Linked DNA regions of Gasterosteus aculeatus: region 2 is linked to region 1. A link is a contact called in public Hi-C data. All regions are on one chromosome and are shown on one strand. The core of a region is the stretch at or near the end of the contact, and the rest is flanking DNA. Distances in the headings are between cores, read along the strand shown. Region 1 holds the start of dcaf5 (ddb1 and cul4 associated factor 5). Region 2 overlaps actn1 (actinin, alpha 1).

Region 1 (7,159 bases), core at 2,975-5,474:
GCATCACAGGCATTGATAGTAATGTGCCTGAATTTACTAAAATAGATTTCTTTGGTTACCAAACTACTAAAATGAAGAGATATTAGATTCATTCAACCATACAATTACTTTGTTTTTATTTTATTTCATACTAAGCAAATGCTTTTACTGCTTCAGTAACTCATCATTATTGTGAAATTTAAGTTAATTTCCCCACAAGGGACCACAACGGTGAAGTGACAAGAGATGAAGACGTTGATAGACGAGGAAAAAAAGATAAAAAGGTCCAACCTGCGTGGCTTACGAATGTCCCATAATCCAACCCCCTCCTTGGAGTTGGCTGTGGCGATGAGCCTGGGCTCCACCGGGTTAAACATCACACTGTGGAAGGCCGAGGGGTAGCTGGCCAGGCAGAAAGGCTCTACGGCAAGAGACGAGGGTTCCATGATTTATGATTAACACCTTTATGACGGTCTTTTTATCCACTCAACCCCCCCCGAGGCATCTGAACATCTTGGCAGAAGCTGGTTCTACTGACATTCATGGAGTCCAGCTCATGTTTCTGAATGACAGTAGGGATCCTTTGACCTTTTCTCCATCATTGGATGACACAACTAAAGCTGTGCTGTGCTTTGTTTTTAGTGCTAATTAGCAAATGTTAGAATTCAAACCCACCGTGAAGAACACAATGACCATTACCACACACGCTAACTCGCTGAGCGGCCAGGCTGCTTTATCTTTGCGAGTGGAGTCACAGAGAGACATGAAACGCCTGCTGGCAGACGTGGAATAACGCTTGATGCATGATTAGGCCAACTCGGTCACAAGCAGAACTACAAGAATAGAAAGATGTCGACGTCATGCAAGAAGATCCGCTGCATTTTTAAAGTGAACAGGTCGCAATTTAGTCCCACCGAGAGGTATTTTTACCCTTTTCAGTCCAACAGTCCCTTAAAATACCCTCTGTGACTACATACAAAGAGCATATTGGCTATAAGAAACTGATTGTAAGGTTCAGTCTAATCAAGATAAAAGACAAAGTTTAAACAAAACTTATTGATTTATTGGACTAGAAACAGTCTTTCAAATATCTGACTTGAAATGCGAGTTATAAAGTTCTAGTTATAAACTTCCCCCACAATGCGACAAATGCAGGATTATAGCGGTTTATGTTGAGATGATTCAAATCTCTGTTGATCAGAGCAGAGTTCTACAACAGTTCCAATGGCGTCCACGCACACAAGGTTTTAGCATCCTCTGTGTTACGATCAGATTTGAAACTTCCACACTTGATCAAGAGTGTTTTTATCGGTTTCACGTCTCCCCCGTGCCTCCTCACCTGTACTCGGCGGCTCGCGGGTGTCCCAGATGAGGACGCGCCCGTCGTCGGATGAGCTGGCGAACACGTTGTCGTTGACCGGACTGACGGACAGACTGTACACGGCGTCGATGTGCAGGAACACGTTCAGAGTCTCCCGTCTGTGGGGAGAGCGGTCGGCCGTTATAGCTCGCGCTTGTGTTTACGCTCTCAGAGCGCTTCACGTTGGGATGCGTGCGCGTCAACGCGAGTTGCATCAAGATTATTTTACTCACCTTTCCACGTCGTGAAGAATCACCTGCTCGTCGTTTCCTGCAAAACGACAAGCAGAGAAAGTGTAATAAAATAAATAAAGTTGCTCTGTTGATATGAAAAACAGTTGCTGTTGCTTTATTTTCTATCAAATACATCATAATATACATTTATTATTTGCAGGGCCGATACAGAGTGAGCAGCATTCACCACGTGACTCCAACACAGCAGATCACGCAGGTTAGAAAATGGATATTTTCCCAATGAACAACATTACTGTGCAATAAAGCAGCTACAAACAACATTTCTGAAAGTGCTCAAGTGCACATCCAATTAGCATTTTAACATGTTTGACGGACAGAATCTTTTTGATGAAGTAAACATAAGGTTTCTGGTCCCAAATTTATATATTCATTTCTTTGCAACCCTAAGTGACTTCGCCCAAGCGCATCGTTTCCTCAGTTACTATTAGATCCTCTTTTTACCTACCAGCGAGAAGGCACAAAACCCCCTGCACAGGTCAAAGGGCGAAGATGTTGTGAGAGTGCATTTCTGTTGCTCTTACCACCGGAGAAGACCTTTTTGTTGGTGCTGTCAAAGGCCAGACAGAAGATGTTGGACAGGTGCTCGCCCTTGAGTTTCAAAGGCTTGGATCGAGCGTGGATGGCTTGTTCCATGTTCCACAGGAGAACCCGCCGGTCGTCTCCTCCTGGAGACGGGACAGAACAAAAGGACACATTACAGCAGCTGCTTCCCATCGACTTACTTGTGACGCAGTCGAGTCGCCTGGCAGTTCAACGGGACTGAAGTTCACTTCTCAGATCCGTTTGACAGATCCAGATCCATTTTCACAACAAAATGGAAATATTTAGGGAAATAATGACTCATTTTGTTACTCTGCAAGTGAAGTGACAAATTCATAAAACCAAATATGTTGGATCCAGTCTGGGTCGAATTGGCTATAAGAAACAACACATTTCATTGAATAAACGATAATAAATGAATCGACAATTGCTTTATTCAGTTACATGAAGCCCAGACTACAATCTGCAAGGAAGGCATTTTGCATTCAACACACAAAGGCAAACTTGTAGGAGGCACATTGTGCAAATCTTGATCAGGAGGTCGCTTTCAGAGTTAATAATTATACACGAACAGCATTTATCTTTCTGTCATGTGTTGTCAGAGCTGATGCGCCACAGCTAAACCTTCCCACTAATCTGCTCAAGCGGAGTCAAGCGCATCAAATGACATTTATAAAGTTGTCTTCGGCTCAGTTGTGCAAAGTCGGCCAAAAACGGCCTCAGGTTGTTACACAAGGCCAGATGATGGTCTTTAATCCTCCCGGGACATCACGCTAAATAGCTCTGAGGTACCAAACTGGCAGCCATGATGAGACCCATGAAAGGGGAGGGGGGTCACGTCCACTTTGGGGGCCACAATGACGAGGACTGACATAAGGGACAGATACGGGTCCCCTCCGAGCTGCAGGGCTGTTCGTCTCGTTTGACGTTAGCCAGCTAGCAAAAGAAGGCTAGGCTAGCTTAGCTAACTGGTAGCCCACAGGGGGCTTTCAGCGGACTGCCGGGGCTAAGCTAGCGTTAGCATGCTAACACATTACAACAGTCACAGCTAGAGAGAGAGAGAGGGGGGGGGTGTTGTCAACTTACCGGACACGAGCCATTCTCCGCCGTTGTTGGAGAACTCAATGGCGTTGACGCAGCCGAAGTGACCGAGCATGTCCTTCTTGTAGAGGCTGGTGCAGCCGGCCATCCTGCGCCTCTGGAACTCCTCCTTCAGGAGCGGCTGCCCGGTCAGCTCCCTGCGGGACAGAAAGCCCAGCGAGCAGCGCATACCGCAGCCCCGCGGCTCCTTCATGGTCACCGGACAACGGGCGAGGCGGGGGGAACGCGGCTCGGCTCTCGGCTCTTCACCGCCGCGCCTTCGACATCGCGTTGCTGCTGATGCTCCGGCGGGGTCACATTATGCTGGAAACCCCGCGGATGTCGACGTTGTTTATGCGCCTCCTCTCTGTCTTCTTCTCGGCTCGGCGGTCCCAGGAGCAGCTTCCTGCTGCGCGCGCTCGCTCGCTCGCTCGCTCTCTCTCTCCAGATTCGCTCCCTTTGTATGTTTCACCTCCACCTAAATTCTCCACCGTTCACATTTTTGGGGAGAGGTAAATCTATGGTGTGGTATATAAGCAGTATTTAGATCCTTAACGCACAACAGAAAATCCTACGACGATTATAAGTAAAATAACTGCATTTATTAGTTTGTCAATAGCAGGGAAATTACATGCATAATATAATTCGACTATCATTTGTAATCCTTTTCGTTTTTATATCTTTTCTAAAACTAGTTGGTATAGGGCAGTAACTAATTAGAATTCCCATTATGGATTCTGATTATTTGGTTTGGTTTGCAAGAAACCTCTCAACATATTGACAAATGTCGTCACAATTACCCCTTAACTGTCCAGCTAGTACAGAAAATATAAAAATATTTTAAAATCAGTAAATCTTCATAAATGTGTTGCATGAAAATGACCATTTTAGCTTTACTTGTATAAGCAAGGTTGGTTCATGTATATGTGTGTTTCAAAAACTATGATGATGATTTCATTTATTAATGTCTTGGGGGATCTAGTTTTTAGGAAAAAAACAGTACATTTTAGTGTGTATAGTAGTTTTATTACTCCAAGTTTTGGGATTACAGTGGTGGTCTTTAGGGGACCTTCAGGTTGAGCAAGCCTTTCTCTGAAACAACATGAAAAACAGTAACTAAACAATTTCTATCTAAAACAGTTTAAACAAATGTCTGCTCAACACGAATGGGCTGTAGTCTTCTTGTAATTGATTCAAACCCATGTTTGAGCGCCAATTGTGGTTTTCCTTAACTTTATACAGCAAAATCAATCCACTGCATTTAGTTGTCCAACCAGAATCAGCACCGTGTAAGCAGAGAACAAATTATTTATGTTGATTTGTCAAAATTAAGCAATTTAGGCACTTATTAAGAAAACGGTTATGATGAAACTGCTTTTAAAAACACTTTTATGCTTAAAATTTAACAAATAATTGAGTAAAATCTACTGACAACAACGTTTCACATACACATAACGTTACTGAATATTAAACGAAGATGTAAATCCAAGGAGGCGTCGCGCTGGGCATAAAGAGATGTTCCACAGCCCCGAGAGGAGACAGGCGCTCGGTTGGCTTTGCATATAAACGATTCCACGTCACCGCTGTTTGTGCTGTTGTTTAGCTCCGATGTGACGGCAGACGCACAGTCTGTCCATGTGCGTCTGTGAACCGCAGTCAGCCGTACCTGCAGGTGTGTTTAACGCCCACGGACAAACATTTAAAAGTGCTTTACATTAAAGGTACCTTCAATACATTCACCTCTACATCATGAAGTCTTCTATAACACCACACAGGTAACGAGTGAGCTGCAGTTGACAGGTATTCCTTTGGCAAAGGTAACATATGATTTTTAGCAACAGATATGGAGTGTATCCAAGGAGTGTGAGGCTAGAGGACAAAGAGGTCTTTATAAAATAAACACAGTGGGGACGAAATGTTAATTTGCAGCCTCAAGGAACAGCGAGACATGTGGAGTAAAATATACATACACGTTCTTATAGAGTTAGATGGGAGGATCTCTGGTAGCTACATGAACCTGCAGCTACCGGCTGATTAGCTTAGCTTAGCACAACGACTGGAAACCTGGAGCAGCAGCTCGGCTGGCTCGGTGTAAAACCCAAACTAGTTAGTAAGCGAGCTTTACAGATGCTGGTGGGTGGATCGCTGGCTTGTCAGCCGCTTAGCGGAGTATGAAGGCTGGGAAGAGGCCCACGGCACCACATGATTATCACGGCCAAAATAATCCACAATAACAAGATTATTATCCTGGATAATACGTCTGCAGAAAATACAAAAAAAGATAGTATTACTATATTTGTGTAATTTTTCTGTTACTGGAGTGAATAAGATGACAAGTTGGTGGGAGGGTTGCATGACTGCACGTGGTGGGATCTTTCTAAATCCCACCACGAATCCCCAACTTGTCATTTTACACCCAAACAAGATCATCCATGTTCATTAATGAGTGCTGGTAGGTTTTTATTATTTTTACTATCTTTGGACAGAGCCTGGCAAACAGTTTCCCCCTGTTTTCAGCCGTTATGCTAAGCTAAGCTAACTGACCGCTGGCTTTGTCACATATTTATTCATCATCTCATCTAACTCTCAGAAAGAAAGTGATACGACCAACATGTTAATTTATTCCATTCTGCCCAGACTACCATCTGAAAGGTTCATTTTGTGCTACGAAGAATTTCTTGATTCTAATTTCCCATACGTCCCTTTGGAGCAAAACAGTTCAAACCTCAAACAAGGAGGAGAAAATAAAGAAACGGGGTTTAAAATCCCAGCTGAGAGCTGTGTGTAATCCTCATCAGTGCCAGGTGATCATTAAGAATCACTTATTAAGAATCACATTCACGCGGCTTTCAGTCTATTGCACGTAGTTGAGAACTTAGTTTCTTCGGGATTGAGACAATGAATCTACAACAGTTTCACAATTAAAAAATGTAAAATGTCTTCATCATCTTTGACATGACATCATGATGTATTGACATCATGATGTCATATATATATATAAAATATATATATTACGGGGAGATAAAGACACATGGGGACTCACACAAGCATGTTAAATATTAGATGTAATGTCTAATCATTATTTAATTTGTTCTGTTTTTCTCAAATGTTTATAAAACATCAGCATATTTTTTCTTGGAAGCTTTGCCTCAAGAAAATTTTCCATAAATAGAAATTTTAAAAAAAGAACACGCAAAATATTAAATAATCGGACAAATGCAACAGATGAAAGCAGGAGCTTAAATTGAAATAGCAGAATAGAAGAAGTGTGCGGGGGGAGGAGAGGTTAAAAGCAGTTGGCACGGGGGGGGGGCACTGTCCTCGGTGTAGTGGTGGCTGCTAGTAGGGGCTCGTTGTGTGCCCAAAGATCCCGATGGGGAAGTGTTTGACATGCGAGGACCACTGAGCCGCCAGCTGGAAGAACTTGACGTCGTTCCATTCGACGCCGTCAATCAGTACTGCAGAGGAAGAGACGCAAGACGAACGGAAAGATGAGCTTTCGTGGCAGGAGTTCATGTGTAACAGTCAACACAACCCAACTGAATACATCCTTAAGTTTTCGTCGAGTAAGCGGCTTGATAATTGATCGGTTGATTTTGCTTTTTGCTTTATAATTAGCTGATTAGTCTCAGAAAACCAAAAATCCATATTTATCAAACAAAGAAAACATTGTATTTAATAAGATTAATAAAGAGAGAGCAAGTAAGTGGGTTATTTGGATAAAATAAAATAAGATAATCCTTAAAGTAAACCTTAAAAAACAACCAAAGCCAGAATACAATATAATCGGGTTGAGTGGTTGGACACCCATTATTGCACATATAAGGTATAAGTTACTTACTTACTTGCATAGCCTAAATGAAGAATAAATCTTGATTTGAGTTGATGATTTTATTTCTGTTGCCAAACTAAACAAGTAGTTTCTTAGTTTTAAATATGAAGATAA
Region 2 (7,159 bases), core at 2,628-5,127, 53 kb before region 1:
GTGAGGTGGTGTTGGGGGAGGAGGAGGAGGGTGGAGGGAGTGCACCATGCACGTGGGGGGTAAAAAGAGGTGAGGTGAGGGGTGGGGTGAAGGGAGAGGGCCATGCGTGAGATGGAGAACAGAGAACACAGTGCATATTCATTAGGATGTGGCAGGTTAACACACGGGGGCAGCAGTGCTGCCGTGCCGGGCGGGTGGCGGGGCGGGCGGGGGGGGCATTCGCAGGAGTTAATGTGCATCGTGGCAGGCAGACTGCGGGGCCCTCTGGGGAGGTTATTCACATGGTCGATGGCACGTGTACACAACATCGCATCTCTTTACCTTCGTACAGCATCAATGCAAAAAAGGCTTCAATAAACATGTACAATCTCAGCCACTTACGATGTCAGCAAATACAGTGAGTTAAATATGTCACACGCGTAATCTTGTGAGTATTCTTTGGTTGGTTATTTTCTTGATTATCCTACAAATTGTTTATTTTTGAGGTGTTAGAAAACAAGACAATAAAATGTCTTCAAACCGGTTTTGTAATATTCAGGTTTAACTAAAGGTGACAAAGAGCCAAGCTTAGATTTTGGGAAGCTAACAGCAGACCAAATGTGTCCAGAGTAAACTAAGGTAGAAAGATCTTTCCTTTGTCTAATCAATACGTCAGATTAATCCGGTGCTGTGGCTCGACACAACTGCCCCTCAAACCACCCAACCATGAAACAGTGAAAAACAAAAGAACCAGTTCAGGTTGGCTTCATGCGTCTGATCCTAAACCTCAGGTATTGATCAACAGTAGACCAGCTCTGGAAAACTGCATGAGGCAATGGTGGAGTCAGCAGGAGAGCCTGGTTGAGGGGGGGGGGGCGCTAAATAAAGACCCATCCTTAATTGGTGTGGTTTCTGACACGGAGCCCCAGTGTAAACACTATGCTGTGGAGATAGAGGGGGGGGGGGGGCGGCTGTATAGAAACAGCCTTCAATGGAGAGATTTTGTTCTTCCATTTGTCCTGCTCAGTATTTGTTTTGCGTTTAATGCTAACCTTCTTGTGTTACACAATGAGAGATTTCCAATGGCGCATGAGGCTAATTCTGAATGTCACTCTCCCTAAAAAGATGAATCTTGTGTCACCAAACTGAAAGTCCCTTTTTAACGAAGCTGTAGGGTTGATACGCAGCCTGATGCAACACACACACACACGGTTACATTTTATGTTTTCTAGTCAACGGGTCGTTAAAGTCGGGCAGCACGACACACCCAGAAGTGATGTATCCTCACCTTCACGTCTTTGATTTGTTGATGCAGTCTAAATATATAAAATACAAACCTGTTCAAGTCCAACATTGTGGGAAATAAATGTACTTGCTGAAAGTTAGAGGAAAAGATCGATGCTACACCAATGTCTCAGAATGAACCCAGCAGATAGTTAGCTTAGCTTAGCCCTTAGCACAGCTCACTAATAATTAAGTTACGTTTTGCATAAAGCCTCCGCAACGTGGGAAAATGTACGACTAAAAAAACACTAAAATAAAGATACAGCGTGTTAATTACCGTGTTTTAGAGTTACTGGTCGGTTGACCTTTTGGACGGAGCGCGTTGTTTACCCCTGTTTTAAAGCTAAGCTAAGCTAACAAACTGCTGGCTCTACATAACAGATGGATATGAGAGTCGATCTGCTCATCAAACTCCAACCAAGAACGCAAATAAACACATTTCCCAAATGTCCAACTGTTCTATTCTCTTAATAAAACTATTTTTTTTCCTTGTCTGTATTCATCCGAGTGTAAATGAGTGTAAATGACCTCCACCACCTCCACCCGCCTGGAGCTTTGTGTCTGCACCATGACTCGGGACGGGTACTGACCCTGTCGAAGTGGTTGAAGGAGGCCCGGTACTCGTTCAGCTGTTCCTGGCTGATGCCCTTGGCGTCTCGCGTCAAGATCTGGTTCTCGATTTCGTTGATGGTGCGGGCGATGGTGGTGAGCAGCTGCTCCCAGCCCACGCGGATGTGCTGCAGGAGGAGAGGGAGGCACGGGGAGCGTAAGCCGGAATCGCTGGATAGTAAAAAGAAATCTCAGAGGCGCTGGTTTTGGCTGGGATTTATCATTGGGTCAATCAGAGGTCGGAAAACAGATGCTCGTTTTAACCCGCACATGGCTGGAATATTACTGCATGAGATAAATACAGAAAGCATTGAGCATTGAGCACTTTGACTGCAGGACGAAATGTCAATAACAATCTGTAAACCAGCATCATCTTCACTGGTGAATCCCAAACACATTGTATTTGACGTCAGCTTTGAGTTGCCCTTTTCCTTTTTCAGAGGACTAGTTTCTGTTTTTTCTGATGCGATAAAGTCAGATTTACAGTAGCTTCAGTTTCGTTGGGTTGGTGGCTACATATGCAGACAAAATACACCTACGGAGGAAGTGTCCATAACGTTTAGTTTTCAATCTTCCCACTACTTCTGCACAGACGTGGTTTCTAGACACACACACACAAAACATCAGAAAATGTCTCAGCTGATGTTCAGCATTTGAACTACAAGATTAATTTGAATTAGTGACCAGTAAAAACAATTCCTTGCAGTTTATAGTTCTTCAGCACTGGGCTGATGAGCCAACCATTTAATAAGGCGCACTGACAACTTGGTGGAACGTCAGGCAAGTTCCGTATTAACCTCGCAAAGGTTTTTCCGTGGTTGTCCGAACATTCATTTGACACCAACACAGCGTAAAAACCAGGCGGATTGTCCAACCAACCAACACCAATGGGAAATATTTGGCCGATCATTACCTCCATGGTGTAGTTGGTGTGCTTGTTGTCAAAGATGAGAGCTTCCTGAATGAGCTGGTGGTCTCCCTCCAGCTGGTCGATCTTTGGCTTGTAGTTGACGATGCTCTTCTCGTACTGGCGTAGGTGTGTCAGCTGGTCCTCCAGAGTGCCGTGCATCTCGATTGAGATGCGGCCGATTTCCTGCAAGAGGCCAATACTGATTATTTAGAAAAGAAGGAGTCATTACACAGTGGAGGTCATGATGCGATTAGTCTCTCTGCCTGTCATACATTCTCATCTAATGAAGGTATTTTACTTGTATGTTAAATGCTCCATGTATCTGCTGTCAGTGTAACTCTGCTCGCACTGACCTCCATCTTGGTCTGGATCCAGGGCCCGATCACATTGGCCTGGTTGGCAAACTGTCGGCGCAGACGCTCGTTGTTCTGCTGCCGTGCGTGTTCCTCAATCAGAGCTTGGTCGCGCTGAGGCACCAGCTGCCGGACCTACAGCCGGCAGGAGCACCGAGGAAAAACCCAAATGCATTACTGACGGGGGTCAAAGGAAGAGGGGCCATTGATACATTCTCGGAAATTCTCTGCTTGTTTTGTAAAACTTGCTCCATAAATAATAAATAAAAGAAACTTTTTTTGGCTGGTTTGGGCCGGTTTCATTGTAGTAGCGAGCCTCATTTATTGTAACTGTGAGAAGCGTCACAGACCAACGTGTGCAAAGTGGACGACTTCCTGTAACAATACAAAAGCTCTGTGAAAAATATCTAATATTTTGGATTTGTACTAGAACATGTTTTTATGCTTTGATATTTAAAAAAATAAAAATAACCACCATTCACATCTGTGGCCTACAAACAAAAGAGCCGTCAGCGTCGCACACTCGACTGCTTTAGATAAATGAAGGTGGATTAAAATCATCTTGAAGTGGGCAGTTCCTTGCTCATGACTGATCTTATTACCTTGTCCCATTTGGCGTTGACCTCCTGGGGGTTGATGGTGGTGTAGGGGTTGCTGCCAGCCATATTCACGTGATAGGTCTGCACAATTTTGGCAATCTCATTGTGGATGCCGAGGATGGCCTGCCGCTCTTTGTCGGCCTCTGGCAGCGTGGCTTTGAACTGCTCGTGGGCGGTGCTTAACCCCTGAGGCACAAACACAGGAAATGTAAAATATAAACTACAAAAAAAACAATCAAATATTTGTTTCCCAGTGTGTTAACGGACACCCCCAAAAAATGATATATTGTACGGGTGAAAGTCGTGCGTTATTTAATTAGGGCTGTTCCAACGTTTACTAAATCTTTTCCTCTGTTGTTTTACACATTTGTAACAGTAGGTTATATTTACTAAGACTAATATCACTCTCATGTCTGTCAGGTCAATGTTAGCATAGCTTAGCATGAACTGGAAACAGGCAGAAACATCTAGCCGGCTCTGTGCAAATAAACCGCTATGGGCGGCTTCGGGTCCGGCCGGCTCTCACTTGGATTTCCTCGATGGTGTGGACGATGAAGGTGTCCTGCAGGTCCTCCATTGCGCCCTCCATCCAGTTGTTGAACGGAGCCGCTCTTTTGGCAAACTCAAGGTACAGTTGGTCGATGGTTTCGAGCAACTTCTCAGTTCTCTGGTGAGCATGAAAAACACCAGGTTACCGCACGATCCGAGAGGCTTTAAAAAAAGGACCTTCAAAGAGTTGTCGAGTGGAATTTCTTTTTAGACGTGATCTTCCAGAGAGCCGGGGCTTAAATGGATGGATTTTTTCGAGTCACACTGCATTTTCACAAGTAAAAAAACCCAAATCTCCAAACTTAAAAAGGATATTCAAGCACGGTGGGAAATCCTGAAAATCAAATCTCCCTTCTCAGTGTGGGGGACACACACTTTCATCTGTTAGCTGGTCTTATTTCTGCTCTAACCGGCACCCAGAAGGAGAGAAAGGTCTTGAAAACGGGGATAACAAAGTGCTTTTAGATGTTATTTGGGATTCTTTCTGAACTGGTCTCACCTGCAAGGCCTCGCTGCGTTTCTGGGTCAGAGCTCCCAGTGCGTCCCACTGGTCACAAATGCGCTGACAGCGAGCGTTTACACTGGGGGAGTCGTAGTAGTCCAGCTCACTGGAGCACAAACAGACAAGGGAACAGACGAGACATTATCATGAGCAGCAATCGGAGCGGTTTCCATTACATCTTGTTCCTAAGCTTTGGTTTCCGCCGTAGTCGTTCTTCGGTGCACGGCAAAGCCTTCGTGATCCTGCTTGGTCTTTGTCGGCGTTTCTCTCTGATGTAAATATTTAGTCCCTAAAGGATTTCATTGAGCTCAAGAGACTTTTGATGTGTGCGAGGAGAATATTTGACAATGACAAATGACTTAAAGCCCATTTGAGGTCACCACAAACAGCAATCAATCAACCGGGGAGCCAGAGTCCTCAACCCTCGACCTACGCCATTTCCTCTGGTGTGCGTGGACGGAAGGCAGCAGCACGAGCTTTTCTACTCCTGTTCATGGCGTCTTACTTCAGCTCCTGAGCGATGGCAGCGATCTGCTCCACTCGGTCCTGATGGGCCGCCAGGTCGCTCTCAAAGGCCTCGTGCTTCTTCAGCAGGGCCTTGATCTCTGACAGAGAGGCCGTCTCGTAGTCGTGCTTTTGCAGCATTTCTTCCTTACCTGCAAGTAAGATTTAAAAAAGAAAAATGTCTCCAGGAGTTTTGCCTGTTTTAAAATGCTGCATCTTCCAGACGATATTGCTCCTTTCAGTACCATCAGTCCAGGCTTCATGGATGGCGGCTTTCTGACGGAATTTCTCCGCCAGGTGGTCGAGTCTTTCCAGCCTGCGGATCTCATTGAGGAGCCACTCCTCGTAGCCTTTCTCTGCTCCCTCTAGGCTTCCCCAGGCATTGTTAATGTCCTGCATGCGGCAAAGGAGAAACCATCATGAGGGGGTCACATTTAAGTGTAAACCAATACAAAACCTTATTTTAGATCAGCGTTATCTGAATTACTTAAACAGCTCCCCCACATTTTCCACCATTTTTAGTGTGCGAGCGAGTTTAGTTTTTCTTTTTCACTGAAAGCTGCTGCCTGCTGTGTCAGTGCAGGGCTTTTAAAGACAAAGCTGTAAGACAATTAAATGCTACATGGAGTAGCAACGTAGGAATTAAAAGTGAGGAGTGAAAAGTAAGAATGGTAGGTCAGTTTATATCTACAAATGACCCTTTTCACATTAAAATTTAATTGGATCCATTGTAAATATAAAAACATTGTTTAGCGCAGCCTTTAATTGGGTGGAAGCTTTATAGATTAAACATAAGAGCTCTGAATCTTGGATTCCACACCTTCTCTAATAAAAGGTCACAATACTAGATATCTTTGGGCTGCATGTAGACGGACATTTTAAAGTAAACAAGCAACCAGACACTGGTTTAGAAATGAAATCAAATGTACCAAGTTAAGGTACTGTGGCTTCTGAATTCCATCCCAGAGGAGCTCAGGATCTCAAACTCCTGCGTTTGTTTGTCTGCGACCTACCGAGACCATCTTCCCCTCCGAGGGCATGAAGGCGGGCCGGTTGCTGAGCCTCAGCTTGGTCTGCAGGGTGTTGAAGTTGATCTCCAGCTGGCACTTCTCCTGCACTTTGGGCGGCTTGTGGAGGCGGCGATAATCTCTGAAGTCCTCCAGCTTCTGCTGCATGGTCTGCATGGTGTTCTCGGGCATGCGATTCTCCAGCCAGGGGATGGTGCGACGGATCCACTCCAGCAGCTGTGGTGTCAACGTTGGTGTGGGTGGTGTGTGTGTGTGTGTTGAAGGGTGAGAATAAGGGGGAGGATGAAGGAGAAACGAGGACCATTCAAAGGAAAGAAGATGAAGATCCAAAGGAGAACCGTGCAAAAAGGGGAAAGCAATGATGGTGCATTGGGTGTAATGAATGTGTGAGAGGGGGAAGAATACAGGTTGAGATGGTTAACTAGTTGGTTTGTTCTTCAGTTCTTACAACAAACAAAAAACAAAGACCATCATTTAGTTTTTGCATGTTTTATCCCACTTATGTGTTATTTTAAGTAAGTTAAGTGAGCTGAAACAGTAAAAGCAGTATTTCCCCCCCAGGCTGCTTTTCTATCTCCATCGACCCCTTTTTCCGGTCCTGACCCTGCACGGAGCACATTCCCCCCCCCGAGGGCTGGGAGGCAAGGGAGCGGGAAGATAGAAGGGCAGAGGAGATGCACGACAATTATAGGAACAGTGGGGGGGAGGTGCTCACATCAGTGGCCAGCTTCTCATAGTCCTCCATCAGCTGCTCGTTCTCTTGGTTGACAGCGAGCACCTTGCAGATCCTGTTGGCCGCTGTCTCCGCCTGGAGGACGAGGGAAACGGTGTGAGACGCACAG

What was found. Hi-C and Micro-C count contacts between places; a contact is called where the count stands out from the background.
Region 2: a Hi-C map of tail fin shows a contact between it and region 1, with 4 times the contacts expected there. The contact joins the enhancer-like site here to the promoter of dcaf5 in region 1. A contact is called at or near these places in 3 of 6 Hi-C or Micro-C datasets (skeletal muscle and tail fin).

The regions. Positions count from the first base shown.
Region 1 is chr15:13,276,179-13,283,337 of fGasAcu3.hap1.1, reverse strand. dcaf5 (ddb1 and cul4 associated factor 5) reads right to left here and starts at 4,224. Exons shown (of 9, transcript XM_040199097.2): 1 at 3,220-4,224; 2 at 2,115-2,258; 3 at 1,573-1,609; 4 at 1,319-1,458; 5 at 271-400. The coding sequence starts at 3,427. It overlaps pacs2 (phosphofurin acidic cluster sorting protein 2), which reads right to left. Exons shown (of 25, transcript XM_040199096.2): 25 at 4,218-6,671. The coding sequence ends at 6,553.
Region 2 is chr15:13,328,354-13,335,512 of fGasAcu3.hap1.1, reverse strand. It overlaps actn1 (actinin, alpha 1), which reads right to left. Exons shown (of 21, transcript XM_040199383.2): 9 at 7,033-7,125; 10 at 6,303-6,533; 11 at 5,535-5,682; 12 at 5,291-5,441; 13 at 4,783-4,891; 14 at 4,261-4,401; 15 at 3,738-3,920; 16 at 3,136-3,270; 17 at 2,786-2,965; 18 at 1,854-2,000. Among protein-coding and RNA genes, the nearest start is that of cox16, 6.4 kb to the left of the region's middle. Within about 2 kb of position 3,877, at least 2 of the 9 cell types and tissues checked have open chromatin away from gene starts, as enhancers often do.